Linked DNA regions of Danio rerio: region 1 is linked to region 2. A link is a contact called in public Hi-C data. All regions are on one chromosome and are shown on one strand. Each heading gives the region's core, a stretch centred on a gene start, on an enhancer-like site or on the middle of the called end of the contact. The rest is flanking DNA. Distances are from core to core; before and after follow the strand shown. Region 1 has its middle 9.1 kb from the start of kazna. Region 2 overlaps kazna (kazrin, periplakin interacting protein a).

Region 1 (5,166 bases), core at 2,193-4,692, 78 kb before region 2:
CAAAGACATGCGGTACAGGTGAATTGGGTTGGCTAAATTGTCCGTAGTGTATGAGTGTGTGTGGATGTTTCCCAGAGATGGGTTGCGGCTGGAAGGGCATCTGCTGTGTAAAAACTTGCTGGATAAGTTGGTGGTTCATTCCGCTGTGGTGACCCCTTTTTAATAAAGGGACTAAGTCGACAAGAAAATGAATGAATGAAATCATAAATGAAAAAAAAAATTATGATATAACCAATGAGTTTTGTCTATTTTTCCACTTAGGAAATGTTTTAAAAGCTGTTTAAAATTATTATCATATATACAATTTTAAACATTTAAATCCATTAACAATTATGATGTTTTCTCCAAAATCACAACAGATTATACAAAAATGGGTTCAAAAAAAGACACCTTCCTATTTCCTATTGAAAAACAAAATCTTCTGTTAGTCACTTTCAATGTTTCAATCAAAGTTTAGGGTAAATTGTGACAGAATTTGTGCTTTATTTAGGGATAAAATGCCTCTTTAAAAAAATCTCCTTGTGACAAGGCGATTCTGCTTCTGGCCTAGATGCGCTGCTCATTAAAGCTTAACTTAATTTAAAACTCATTAAATTAAAGAAATTAAATTCTAATTAACTTCAACTCGGTCTTAATGGAAAACAGAGATCACTCAGGGACTGTCAGTGTTAATATTGCCATTCATTATACTAAGGCTTCTCTTTATCAACAGTATGCTGGGGCAAACTGAATGCATGTATATTTGTGTTTTTGCAGAGCTTCAGTCTTTGTGCACTTTGAGCATGAACAGTCCTTTGTTTGGGTGGAGGAAGAATCTGGATGATAGAGATCAGACGTCATTGCTTATGAAAAGAGAAGCGCTTCAGAGAGCAATGACACTCATGACAAACCTGCAGCTCAATGCACAGGTATATCATACTCTTACATACACATTTCCTGTATGCAGTGGTGTTCATATTTATACTGTAGGCCTGTTAAATGCTTGATCCTGCACGTGCAACTGTTTTCACATAAACCAACACAGGCTCATTCTTATTACATACCCCTATATACTCTTCTGGAAAGCTCCAAAAATGTTTTTTTTTTTGTTGCAGTTTTTGTTTTTGCGAATCTACCAGAGGTCGCTGTGTACGTTTTTTGAGATCCCATATTTCTCTTGCGAGTGCCATTCGCGCCTGCTCTGTTATCCTGCAAATCCACCAGATGCCGCTGTCGACTGACTGAATGACTGACTGGCCGAATTCAAACCCCGTTATCAACTCCTCTCTGCGTCTCAACTCTGCTGATGTATATGGAGAGCTACTGGACAAACTGGTAACAGCGGGAAGGTTGTCCATACAGAGGTTAGCAGTCAGCTGCTAACCCCTATACCACCCATACTCAAAGCATTCGTTTTAAAGACGAAATGCAGCCATACGCACTTCTGGCTACATAATTCCCAATCTCCAGAAATGTATATAGGGCTACATTTTTAGAATGAGCCTGTGTTGACATAAACACGCTAAAGTAGTAAGTTCACAACCAACAGTCAAGAGTCAAATTAAAGGGGACCTATTCTGCCCCTTTTTAGAATTTAAGTCTCTGATGTCCCTAGAGTGTTTTTGTAAAGTTTCAGCTTTGATTATACCCCAAATAACGTTTTATAACTATTTAAATACGACCCATTTAAGCTTTGATCCTAATTGTACCGTTTTACTCACTGTCGCTTTAAATTCAAATGAGATTGTGCTCCCAGCCCTCTTTTCAAAACAGGGCGGAGCTACAAATGCCTAGGTCAAATGCTTAGGACCTTGTAGGTCAAATGTGTCAGCATAGTGGCAGATTCAAAAACAGGACTAACGTCCTATGCTAATGAGGGAGAGATTGTGACTTGTGGGCTTTACTTTCCCCCTCTGATGACTTGTACAAATGGAGAATGTCCATCAAAATGTTTCTTCAGACTATGATAAAAAAATTAAATTAATAAATTTTTACCATTAGAAGCTGGTTAAATTCACTGACAGTTGCCACCCAACTGTGTTTAAACCTCTTATAAAAGTTAATTCCACGGCGGAATGAACCTCCAACTTATCCAGCATATGTTTTATACCACCACACTGAACTGAGCTAACTGATCTGAAACTGAACTACTTTGTTCCAATTTACTATGACCATTTATGTGAAGCTGCTTTGACACAATCTACATTGTAAAATCTATATACAAATAAAGATTAATTGAATTGAAAAAAACTGTGGATGCCCTTTCAGCTGCAACCCAGTACTGGGAAACACCCATACTTTTTCACATTCACACACATACACTAGGGCCAATTTAGTTTTTTTTAATTCACCTTTAGTGCATGTCTTTGGACTGTGGGGGAGGAGCACCCGAAGGAAACAAACGCCAACATGAGGAGAACATGCAAACTCCACACAGAAATGCTATCTGGTCCAGTTGGGACTCAAACCAGCAATCCTCTTGCTGTGAGGCGACAGTGCTAACCACTGAGCCACGGTGCTGCCCAAGTCTAAACATGTTCCATAAACTCCATGAATTAATGCAATTACATTTATATATAGCTATAATACTATATTAAAATAGAAAATCGCCTTTGCAAAAGCACAGACAAGCCAGAAAAAAAAAAAATTATTCTCTGTTATTGTTTTTTTCAACGGAATAAATTTCTGTTATACTGCACATGGCTAAATATACTTACCTCCAAATTCCTATATGAATTATTAGCACAAAACAGTATAGTTTTGTTCATAATATATACATTCTTCAGGCTTGTAAGTGCAGGAGAATGCTGTATGAAAGTGTTCCAGTATAGGTTTGCCATGTGTTTGTGTTTGTTGTGTATGTGCTTGCACAGTCCCCCTGTCCCATCTGCTCCTCCTGGCCGAATCAAACCCTGATGAGCCGAAACCTCCCCCTTTCCCAGACCACAGATCCATCAGCCAACCTGCCACTCAAAGCCTGGAGGGGGGAGCTGGAAATGATAATGCTGCCATCTTCCTGTCTTCTTCCTGAAATTTTTAATAACCCAAAGCGCACGCTCACATCTCACGCCGTTCCCTCACACTTATTTCTAGTGAGCTTTTAATAGGGTTACAAGGTTTATCAGGACTTGATGATTAAAAAACCTTGCAGATTCAAGTCTCGCGCTACACTTTAATGACCCTCAATATGAATCAGGCCTAGACGGGACGCAGCAAGGTCCAGACTAATCTCACCGGTGAGTCCCTGGGGGATTGATAAGGTCTGCTAGAGTCAATTTGCTATTCCTCATCAAGCCTCACTCAACACACACACACACACACACACACACACACACACACTGGTCAGTGTGCAAAGGCCCAGCTGGTTCTCAGAGGGCACATGTCACAAATGACTAACGTATCCCATAATGCCATCTGCTTCCGATATCCCAGAAGACCCCCAACCAATCAGAAGCACATGGTGACCAAAGAAACACCTGACTGACATTAGAGGGCCGACTGTTACCATGGTGATACATCCAGTTCGGATGAGTGCTTCAAACTCTACAACAAATAGTTCTCGGTTACATGTGTGCACATTAGGCTTGTGTTTCAGGAGTCCGTTTGGGAAAGATGCTTAGTAAGTGTCTGGATAGGTGCTTTCAGAGGGTCTGGCTGGCCTATTGTGTCTGGATGTGCAAGAGCTACATTAATTGTCTCTCCTCTCCTCATTTTCCTGCTCAGCAGAGCGGAGAGAGAGAGACGGAGAAAAAAGGAGAGGGCAAAGGACAGGGAGAGAGGAAGATTCAGAGGGGCATAAAGAGAAGAAGACAAAGCAGACCCAAGGAGATAAGACAAAAGTGTAAATAAGAAAAATGGAATCTCATTCTTTCTCTCAAATCTTATTACAGTAAAGCTGGAAAGTAGTCATTTAAATTAGCATAATGAAAAAGCAGGTTCTCGAATGGAGAGGATCCCTCATATCTAAAAAAACAGCTGCTGGGGGAGAGATTCTGAAGGTCTGACTGTGGTCTTTGGAAGTAATTAAAGGGATAGTTCATAACAGAATGAATATTTGTTTATCGTTTGCTCACTCTCATGTCATTCCTGTCATTCCAAAACTATTTTATTCCCACAATGTGGAAGCCAATGGTAACCGAAAATGTTTGGTAAATGTGTGTGAAAGAAAATCATTCTAGTTTGGAACGACATCAAGTTAGTAAATGTCGACTTGATTTCATTTAAGTTTGGCTGAATTTATTTTTTGTGTTCCTCAAGGCTCTGTTTTGGGCCCCTGTACATTTTTCCTCTTAGTCAGCTTTTAAGGCCTTGTTTACAGTAATATTTTTTAAACACATCCTTTTCTCTCTGTTTGACCTTCAAACCACACTGAGATGGTCTTTATTTATTTATTTATTGAAGTTTAATGAAAGCACTTTCCAAAGTAGATATCTGAAAATGCCATGTATGCATTGTGGACTGTACAAAATGGAAGCTTTGGAAAATCATAGCACATATTCAGTCATGGGATGCAGTTATGTGAGCCATTCAGTCCACAGCAAAATGGTTTGTTTGCACTGCCACTGTATTGTTTTTGTTTTGTTTATTAAAGTTTAATGTTAATGTTTTGGATTCTTCAAATTGCATTTCTTCAGAAGATACGATATGATCGTTTTTTTTTCTTAACAAGCATTTTGTACACTTCCCTGAGAACAGTATGAGCAACTTCTAGAAAACACTTGTAAACATTAGTGGGAAAGAATTTTAAAATAAAAGAACTTTTTTATATACTAATTATTACTCATTCATTCATTCATTCATTCATTCATTTATTCATTCATTTATTCATTCATTCATTTTCCTTCAGCTTAGTCCCTTATTTATCAGGGGTCACTACAGCGTAATATACTGCCAACTATTCTGGCAAATGTTTTACGCAGCGGATGCCTTTTCAGCCACAACCCAGTACTGGAAAAAACACATATACACTCTCACATTCACCTATACTATCTGTCTTTGGACTGTGGGGGAAACCGGAGCCCCCAGAGAAAACCCATGCAAACATATGGAGAACATACAAACTCCACACAGAAATGCCAACTGACTCAGTCGGTGCTATTCACTGAGCCACTGAGCTGCCTCTCCTCATTATTAGACAACTTTAATTACTATTTATATGGAGATGACACTCATATTTACATTCATTCT
Region 2 (4,822 bases), core at 303-2,802:
TGTTTAGCTGAAAGCAGTATCTCAGACGAAACCAGACTAGACCCAAAAAAGTCAGTCTTTACAAGCACTTAGCAGCCATCTGCTTTGTCAGTCACAGATTTACAACCCCTGGACCCAAACACTTAAAGCTGATTCTGAGTAAACACTGCCAGAAGCTTTGCTTTTGGGATCACTAAAAACAACCCCATTATCAACCAATTATGAACGCTTGGGTTGATTGTTATTTTTGAAGGTAGTTTAGTGCTGCCGCCTACTGGTGAAGTTTGTGTTTGACAGCTCATTAGAAGCTTTAAAGCAGGGGTGCACACATTTTTTATTAATGAAGGGCCAAAAACCAAACTTGATTGAGGCTAGTGGGCCGAAGGTAAATATAGTTGCCATGCTTAATTTCCTAATTGTTTTAACAATATTTAAAATAACTAGAAATCGCTTTAGAATCGATTTAGAATTCCTAGAATTGCTTTGTAACAATCAATAAAAGAAAGATATTTTTGCATTTTTATAATGAACGTATTACAGTAAAAACAAAAACAACACGGCTGTGTTGACACAGTGACAGTGACAATCTCTGATAAAGGCAAAAACCTCTTCATCATTCTTAGTCTCTTCTCAGATAGGATGTTGGACCAAATAAAACTTTGGCCTGCAGGTCCTTCTATGGGCATCTATGCTTTAAAGCAATAATTTACCCAAAAATGAAATTTAGCACACTAATTACTCTCCTTCAGGTGGTTACAAACCTTTATGAGCATCTTTCTTCTGTTGAGCACAAAAGAAGATATTATGAAGAATGCAGTAAACCTGTAACCACTTCCATAGTAGGAAAAACAAACACAATGAAATTCCACGGTTACGCATTTTCTAACTCTTCAAAATAAATTAATGCTCAAAAACAGAAGAACTCCTTAAAAGTGTGGAACACTAAAGTAAATGATGACATTGTTTTTATTGTTGGGTGAACTATCCCTTTAATAGTGTGTTTGAAAACTTAAAGGGATACATCACTCAAAAATCAAGCTTTATTCATCATTTACTCATTCTCAAGTGGTTCCAAACCTTTATGAGTTTCTTTTGTTGGACACTAAATAAGATATTTTGAAAGAAAGCTGAATAATGTTACATGTAACCTTTGACTTTCATAGTAGGTAAAGCAAATAATATGTAAGTCAATGGTTACATGTTTCCACCCTTTATCGTTTTAAAATGTTTTCTTTTGTGGAGAAGAAAGTCAAACAGGTTTAGAACAGGTAAAGAGCAGATTTAATTTTCACTTTTGAGTGAATTCTATTTACATTACTATCCCTGTAATGTAAATAGAAGAAAACAACGTTTCCTCTTCGATATTTCTCCTATTAGTATCTCAGAATGAATACATAGCTTACATTACTTTAACAGGACCGCATTGTTGTGATGCCTGGGAAGAGGGAAGCGAGCGAGGTGAATATGCTCATGTAAATTTACCTCTCGTTAAGCTCCGCCCCTCTCTCCTAATCCACCAATCTAGACTCCGACAGTTTGTCAAGCCCCGCCCGCCTCAGCGTGAGCCTATCAGAATGCGAGGAGCAGCTGGATCGTCTTCAGCAGGTGGAGCTCGCGCGCTCGGCGCCCATGTGTCGTTGGAGGGCAGGAACCGTGCAGGCGTGGCTGGAAGTGATTATGGCCATGCCGATGTACATGCGCGCCTGTGCCGACAACGTCAAAAGCGGGAAGGTAAATGACAACCTGTCATTTTATTACTTAAACAGTTGTCTACGTCATTATTCTCTAATCTATTGCGCACTGCTGATCATATCAGCTTTTAATGCTGTAGGGTGTTTCAACAAGCAGTGTTTGGCATGAATGTTCAATCTGTGTCTTTATTAGGTCTTGTTAGTTCTTACGGATGAGGATCTGGGAAATGTTTTGGGAATCAGTAACTCAATGCATCGCAGGAAACTCCGTCTGGCCATTGAAGATTACAGGGATGCTGAAGCAGGACATGGGTGAGACATGCCATAAGACAACAACAAAAACATAACAGAAAATTCACTCATAGAGGAAACCCCTACAGTCCTCATTACTGACACAGTCAAGGTCAATTTAAAAACATCTTATTATTCGATGTTTGTAATGACAAGGCATGTTAATAGTTCAAAAAAGTAATTTAAACACTTTTATGTCACAATCAAACTAAAAATTATGCCAGAAAAGAAATCTGCCATCATTTACTTGCCCTTCACTTGTTTGATTTTCTTCATTCTTTTGAACATAAAAGAAAATATTTAGGAAAAAATGCTGGTAGCTGCGACCCGTCTAAATGTTTTCAGTTTTTTTTTCTTATTATGGAAGTCGATAGGTCTCAGCAATCAGAATTCTTCAAGATATCTTCTTTTGATTTCAACTGAAGAAAGAAACTCATAAAGGTTTTAAACCACATAAGGGATAATATATGAAAGGGAGACATTGGCTTTTACAGAGTTAGCTTAGCAATGCCAACAGCAAACAAAGTTTGGGGACTACAAAAAAAAAAAAACAAAAAAAAAAAAAAAACATCCGGGTTAGTGAAATCACAAACGCTTCAGGTCATGTGCATTCACCATGCGCATATACCCTTAGGGTGTGGCCCCAGATGCGCTGTAATGTTATTGCAGAGAAAGCTAAAATGCCGTCCAAATGCTGCTATTTCCACCAAGCTTCTTCTGTTTCTGTATTTGGGCTTTCAAAGGACACAACACAAAGAGAGAAGTGCTTGCAATTTAATTTCAATTACGTTCCAGAGAATAAAAAATATATAAAGCTAGCAAATGACAAAGGACAGCTTCCAAAATCTCTCAGTTCAGTGCTGCATTCGGCTAAAAAATCCTCAAAGAAGGAGCAGTTCCACGACGGAGACAACGGAAAATGCTGTTTGGCACTGTTAACAATTTAGCCACAAATTCATATTTATGCGTCAAACCACTGTGAACAGCCACAATCATCAGCAGCCACCTTCCCTGCATTCTACATCTCAAATAACAAACTAGCAAAAGGTATGTGACATTTCATCAAAGTGGAAGAAACTTGTCAGATTTTATTTTAGAAAGCAGCTGTGAGGTTCAGCTGTGTTCAGCTCCTCATTTTCTGTCCGGTTCAGGCTCAAACTGATATGGTTAACAGCAAAGAAAGCGTGTGCTTGTGGAGACATTGTTCACGCTTTTCCTGGTGACATGGAGCCGATCTGCGAATCACAGCACAATATGTTAGCTGACCAATCAGAGCCTCTTGAGGTCGGACCTTCGGAAGAACTAGGAAAAATGACAGTCGTTTTCATGTTAGCTGAGTAGCAGTAAATAATTAAAGTAGGATATTTTTTCACAAATGAAGCATGAGCACACATTGCTTTGCATCTTATAAACACAACCAAGCCTTAACAATACACTCTAGACCACCCCTTTAAGGTTCAGGCAACCAAATGATAGAAGTTTCCAAAATATCACAGAGGAATTCTTTATAAAAAAAAAAGAACATGAATGAAACAAGCTGTTTAATCTAGGTCCTGTGAATAGATACAGTCACTTTACTGTATATAATGGATTGGTTTGAGGGTGAGTAAATGATGACAAAATGTTCAATTTTGAAATGAAAACAGCATTGAACACCACTGAACAGTCATGAAATAACTGTTTGGTTTTGAACTTTTAGTATTTACTTAAACCATTAAAATGTCCTAAGATTGTATTTTATATATTTGTTAACCATATTTAAGGTAATTTAAACACACAGTAACACAAAACTAAAGCTTGATTATTGAACAATGGTATTTATAAATTGTATTAATTTTTTTACACATACAAAACAGATTTTATTCCTACTCTCAGTGGACATATTATAGTTACCTAGTACTGGGTTGCAGCTGGAAGGGCATCCGCTGCATAAAACATATGCTGGATAAGTTGGCGGTTCATTCCGTTGTGACCATCTGATTAATAAAGGGACTAAGCGGAAGAAGAATGAATGAATAAATGAATTGTGTGTCTCAGTCTTTCTAAAGCAGCTGAACTGGATCATCACTGGGTGGCTCAGGCATGGCTGACTGATGTGGGTCTCCCTCAATATTCCCAGTTCTTTCACACTCACCTTGTGGACGGACGTCTCCTGAGTACCCTCACACGTGCTGACTTGGAGAAACATCTGCACGTATCTAAAAAAGCCCACCAGAACAGCCTCCTGCTGGGAATACAACTGCTACACACGCTTAACTTTGACAAAGAGGTAAAAACACACACATAAACCCGAAGAAGAGTGTGCTGGGAATTCCCACAGGCACTAAAGCTTACCAAAAAGGAAAAACAACCATAACAAACATCATAAAAACACAGCAAGCTTCTATTGAGCACAACAGTTGGGTTCCAGAAGCAAAGGGGCATTCATTTGCTTTAAATAGGAAACAGATTTTAAAGACAGCCCTGTTGTGAGCTCAGACTTTATACTTGCTTTTGTTGAGCACATTTGTTCATAATAATTGAACTTATTTTTCAAATATTCATGTTTAATCACATAGTTCATAAAACTCATAAAAATACCATATATATGTATTAGTTATTTTGGTCATTCACAGTGAATATGTTTGTGCAGTTATGTTAGAATGCATGACCATTCAGTTTACAACACCTTGAATAAAACAGGGAACAAATAAAAGAGGATGTACATTGTTTATTTATTATTTTGTAAAAGAAGAGTTACAAATCATTTAACACTGGTGGCTTGACCATATTGTACACTACCTTACAAAAAAAGTCTTGTTGTTGATCCCAGCTGTAAATGCAACAAATAATTACTTGACTTCTAGTAGATCATTTGGAAA

What was found. Hi-C and Micro-C count contacts between places; a contact is called where the count stands out from the background.
Region 1: a Hi-C map of embryo shows a contact between it and region 2, with 3 times the contacts expected there. The contact joins two enhancer-like sites. A contact is called at or near these places in 6 of 18 Hi-C or Micro-C datasets (caudal fin, embryo, hematopoietic stem cells and 2 more) and 1 of 4 datasets of contacts at active chromatin or transcription factors (caudal fin).

What each region holds. Positions count from the first base shown.
Region 1 is chr8:28,699,442-28,704,607 of GRCz12tu, reverse strand. No RefSeq gene overlaps it. Among named protein-coding and RNA genes, the nearest start is that of kazna, 9.1 kb to the right of the region's middle. Within about 2 kb of position 3,442, at least 14 of the 62 cell types and tissues checked have an H3K27ac peak or open chromatin away from gene starts, as enhancers often do.
Region 2 is chr8:28,619,996-28,624,817 of GRCz12tu, reverse strand. It overlaps kazna (kazrin, periplakin interacting protein a), which reads left to right. Exons shown (of 15, transcript NM_001128289.1): 9 at 1,505-1,710; 10 at 1,864-1,982; 11 at 3,999-4,230. Among named protein-coding and RNA genes, the nearest start is that of tmem51a, 12 kb to the right of the region's middle. Within about 2 kb of position 1,552, at least 9 of the 62 cell types and tissues checked have an H3K27ac peak or open chromatin away from gene starts, as enhancers often do.